Regions from separate parts of the Gossypium raimondii genome. Here region 1 is linked to region 2. The links are chromatin contacts, called in public Hi-C maps. All regions are on one chromosome and are shown on one strand. The core of a region is the stretch at or near the end of the contact, and the rest is flanking DNA. Distances in the headings are between cores, read along the strand shown.

Evidence for each region. A called contact is a pair of places that touch in the nucleus more often than the background predicts.
Region 1: a Hi-C map of leaf shows a contact between it and region 2, with 4 times the contacts expected there. The contact joins two enhancer-like sites. A contact is called at or near these places in 2 of 2 Hi-C or Micro-C datasets (both in leaf).

The regions. Positions count from the first base shown.
Region 1 is chr4:24,397,474-24,400,173 of ASM2569854v1, forward strand. No RefSeq gene overlaps it. Among protein-coding and RNA genes, the nearest start is that of LOC128040869, 33 kb to the left of the region's middle. Within about 2 kb of position 1,273, the one cell type or tissue checked has open chromatin away from gene starts, as enhancers often do. A contact at or near this core is called in leaf, where this site is marked.
Region 2 is chr4:24,260,836-24,263,535 of ASM2569854v1, forward strand. No RefSeq gene overlaps it. Among protein-coding and RNA genes, the nearest start is that of LOC128040756, 10 kb to the left of the region's middle. Within about 2 kb of position 1,271, the one cell type or tissue checked has open chromatin away from gene starts, as enhancers often do. A contact at or near this core is called in leaf, where this site is marked.

The sequences.
Region 1 (2,700 bases), core at 23-2,522, 140 kb after region 2:
ATGTGACGATCATTGATAATTTTTCCAGAAAAGTTTGGGCATTCTTTTTAAAGCAGAAAAGTGATGTGTTTTCCATGTTTAAGGCTTGGAAAACTATTATCGAGAAGCAGATAGAAAAACAAACAAAACACCTCTGCACAGATAATGGTTTGGAATTCTAGTCTGATGAGTTTAATGAATTGTGCAAATTAGAAGGGATTGTGAGATACTTGACAGTTCGCCATACTCCATAACAAAATGGCGTTGCAGAACAAATAAATAGAACAATCATGGAAAAGGTTTGATGTATGTTGTCGAATACTTGTTTACCAAAGTTGTTTACCCAAACTTGGAATTAACACTCGGTATCTCATTTTTGTATGTGAGTGGATCATCATCTTCATGTTTGATTGGTTCTATGTTTGTAAACATTACTATCATACATGAATAAATATATTTTTTAAATTATCTCACTACGATGATGACCCCTATGTTGTTATTCATTCACAGGTCTACTATTCAGAATGGTGTCTAGTATCGAAACTTGAGGGTTTTCTTTATTTCTTGAGAGTTCCTCTAGTAACAATCTAATTCGAGAATTAAAGTTGTCCGTGTAACTTTCCCCTAAAAAAGTAGCATGTAACACTTTGAAATTTTTTACTTGACACGTGGTGCTACGCCAATGCCAATAAGTGAATTTATAAGAAATTTGGAGAACAAATAAAAAAATGATTATTAAGAGAATAAATGGATTTTAGATATGAAAGTTAATGGAAAGAATCTTTGGAATGAAAATATGGAAAATAAACCAAATTAAAATTTTTGAAAGTTTAGGGATTAAAGTGCAAATTTGACTAGAATGGAAAAGTGAACCATTATTTATCATGTGACATGGAAACGTATCGAATTATATGTTAATGTGATAAAAATCACTTTTGGACTAAATGGAAAGAAATTCAAAAGTACAAGAATTAAATTGTAAAATTTTCATTTTGCTAAAGAATGATTAAAAGTATAATTCTCATTATTTATAGATTTATATTCAATACTGCAAGTGAATTATGAGATTTGGAAATGATGATTTTCTATAAATGCGAAGAAATTGAGCTTTGAAATAAACAAGGGCAAAATGGTAATTTTGTCATGAGAAGATATTTTATTCATTTCTCGATAATTAAATCTTAGACATATTATTTTAATGAGACATTTGATAATTGGAGTTGATTTGGGCTATTTGGATCATATGTAGGAAGAGTGGGCCACAAATTTGCTAAACTATGGGTTTAAAATTTTTGGTCTGGGCTTTTTAGCCCATTTGAATATTTTTAAGGGGGAAGAAGAGCGTAAAATTATCTCCACTCTTCCCCCAACCAGCCGTTCACTTTGGGGATGAAGATAACCCCCCACTTTTCGTTTCTTCCTCATCTCTCATGCTTTTCTCTCAAATCAAACCATTTCCAAGCATCCAAACTTTAATTTCTTGATAAAATAAAATAGGAAACTTGATTCCAATCTCATTTCCTCCATTAACTTCATTATTCAAGTTGGGTTATCATGGGTTTTAGAGAGAGAAAACTTCAAAATTGTAAGTAATGAAAATTTCCACCTCTTTTCTTATGACATTTGAATTTAAATGCTATGAGAAAGTTTAGAAAGGTATTATATTAATATTTTGGTATATTTTTAATGTATGGTTAATGAGAACATGTTGAGAATGGAGGAGCTTCCAATATTAGATGAGCACGGAATCAAGGTTAGGAAGATTAATTATGTGTTTTAGAGCATCCAAAGAAGTACCATTGGTTTCTTTTATTTTTCCTATGTTAAAATGTTTAGGAGAATGATAAAAATAATGTAATAATTATGAAATTCATTATTACGTAAGTAGGTATAAGGTTCAGAGTATATGTGAGAACATGTAATTCTTATGTTGTAGTAAAAATACTTAGTTATGAAATGTCATGTTAATTAATATTGTGTCATGAAAATTTTGGATGGTAATGAAAAATTAATAAATATATTTGGATATTTGAGCAAAATTATGGAATGTAATATTTAAGTGAAATGGTATTAAAATACTATGATATGATACATTGGTAAATTAATGAACATAAATCTAAATGAAAGTAAAGTTATAAAGTTGTTTGATATAATGACCCATACCATGACTTGATGACTTAAAAAGTATTGAATATGTAAATGAGAAAATGTGTAAAAATTATTGTGTCTATGGGTATAACTAGAGGTGTTCATGGGCCGGGCGGCCCGGCCCGACCTGACTGCCCGCCCGAAATATAAGAGGGTTCGGGTAAAAATATAGGCTCCAAATATGGGTTTGGGCAAAAAAATGAGGCCTGTTTAGAAAATGGGCCTGGCCTCGGGCACCACTTTTTTTGGCCCGGTCTTAGCCCGGCCCGAATATAATAAATATATATTTTTTATTTTTTTAATTTTAAAATATTTTTAAAATACTTTTTTATTTTTTATTTTTAAAATAAATTTTTGATGTTTATTAAAAAATGGGCCGGGTTGGGCTCAGGCTTAGGAATTTTTTCCCGGGCCAGGCCTGGACATAATTTTAGGCCCATATTTTGGACTGGGCCGGGCTCGGGCCTAGGACACGGGTTAAATTTTTCTGAGCCCAGCCCGAACCCGGCCCGGCCCATGAACACTTCTATGTATAACTGTTAATTGGGTGCCCTTGGCACCAAAAATATGTGC
Region 2 (2,700 bases), core at 21-2,520:
TTGGACCGAAAAAAAATTATTTGGACTGTGGTTTGGGTTTTACTTTGATTTGGGTTTTCATGCAAGCATACTCGACACGTTAATTTGGTTTTAATGCTCTCTTTATAATTGAAGAATGCATGATACTTGGATTAACGATAAATCTGTCATAAACTGAGTTTTCCACTGCAATCAAAGATGATAAGGTTTTTGTTGAGTGAAACGACGAGCAATTTGTTTTCTAAAATCATGCTATCGCTTATATAAATGTCTTAAGAATGATCGACTTAAACAATGAATGTTTTCCAATCAACAAGTGTAAACAGCAGTTTTTCTTAAAAGAGAGTAACTAAGGTTTTTCAAAGAATGGTAGGGTCATTCAGTTACACAGGTGGCTAATGTAATCTTCATAATTCGATCATAACATTTAGGCCAAGTTGAGAAATTTACAGATTTTTTACCAGTTGAGTGGAAGCCCCCTCCGCCAAGTTAATCTAAATTGAGTTCTCGTGACTCATATATTGATAATTCATGAAAAGCAAGTGCAAGTGCCATTATACGTGATCATCGAGGGAACTAATTGATTGCCTTTTTGTAATAGTGAATGGTTGAGTATTAACATTAACTATTAAAGAATTTAATTAAATGAAATTTTAATGTTTAAAGGCTCAATCAAGTATTAGTATTAGTTTTTTTTGAAATTTTTGTACTTTAGAATTTTTGGATTTTATGTAATTTTATAAAACAAAATTAAAATAAAAGTAGAAAAAAAAAAGCTAATGGGGCCGAAGGTCAAAATTCAAATAAAATAAAAATGTGATTTCGTAATTAAATGAGCCCAAATTTTCTACAAGTCTAATAATTCATTAAGTTTGAAGAAGTCCAAAATTCAACTTTCAAAAGCTCGTCCAATTAACTTAAAATCAAATCAAATTTAGAGAGTCCACCAATTTCAAATTTATAAAGCAAGTTCAAATAATCCAAGTAGAATCAACATTAAATTTAAATATAAATAAGTTGTCAAACGAGTGCTTTTGTGGTTCTTAAATTTAATGACTGTGTCCAATTAAAATTATCGTTTCCGATGGAACAGTTTTGATTAGGTTAATCATAATTAGGTTCGTCTAACACATGTTTAATTTGTAATCTCAAATTATAACCCAACTTTCATTCAATTTCTTAATTTTTTTAAGGGGAAAAACCAATAGTGGGAGTTCAAAGTAAGCCATTTATAGGCCCATTCCATGGTAGTTTGAGGTTTAAGTTCTGATGGACTCATTTTGGGCTTCATTGCTTCTTTTGCCTTTTTTTCTTTCGTAAAACTTACCACAATAAAGCTATGCTTGAAATTTTATGTTGCTCCTACCTTTCTTTTTCTTAATTCTCCTGTTCTACATTTTCTTTCTGCATGTATTTGAGCTATCTTTTGGGAATATATTCCTATAACAACCTTATAAATAAAACTTTTAAAAGAAATAGATATATCCATAATTCCATACCCATAATTTTAAATGATATAGTTTAAATTAATATCCATTTATTAATGAATTTTAAGTTATGACCTGCTTGAATGTTCACCTTTCTCAAGAACAGGGCAAAATGCGAAATTAAATTGTAATTTTACAATAGTAAAAATATAATTTTACCATTTTAATAACTTATATTTTTATAAATTTTAAAGGATTAAATTAAATTTTTATATTTTTAAGAGTTCAAAGTGCAATCTTACCTTAATTAATTTTAAATTTTAAAAATTTTAAAAGATTTAAATAATAATTTTTTCATTTTGGGAGCTGGGCCCTCCATTCCCTAATTTTGCCCCTACTCAAAAATAGTTTAAGTACGAATCAAGAAAAAAAAATCCATTTATCACTTCTCTTCTTTCTTTATTTAGTTACCAATAATTAATGTACCAATTATTATAAAAATATAAAAATTTTTGGTTTAGCTTGGGTGTCTTTCATTGCCTAGAGTTTCTTTTCTCATATTACATGACGTGGGTTAGTGCTTTGTTTGTTGATTTGCTATCTATGTAAAATTTGAGTTAGGTTATATGGAAATGATTGTATTTTATTAACTGATTTGAGTGTACAAATTAAAATAAAAAAATCTCCACTAATGTAATATAAATTAGAATTATTAATGGAAATGGAAAATTTGAATTAAAACTGTCAATTCATGCAAAGCAAAAAGTATTTTAAACGGGCGAAGAAATTTTAAGGATATTTTTTTCTAAAATGAAATACGTGGGCTTAAATGAATAAAATAATAAATTTCTATAATACTAGTAACGAAAATGGTAATGACCTTTTTGGCATAATCAAAATAAAATAAAATGCCCTAAAGATAAAGTGTTCAACTTATAAATTTACCCTAAAAGAGTAAAAACCTAAAAGGTTAAAAAATTTAAATTTATCATTTGATGGTTATATGAGAGACATGGATGATATATTTATCAATTCTAAATATAATGACAAAAATAATTCAAAAATTTTCAAGGAAGTTACTACTAGAATTACACATAATATAAGTAAAAAGAAATATAACTAGAATCAAATTATTGTAATACACAAACAAATTAAAATTAAAATTAAAATTAATCTAAATAGAATCCACGTAAAATAAAACTGATCAGTTTCATTAACCCATGTATATTTTATTTGCTTTGAAGAAAAATATAAGAATTCCTAAGAAAAAAAACATTATGCACGATAAAAAATG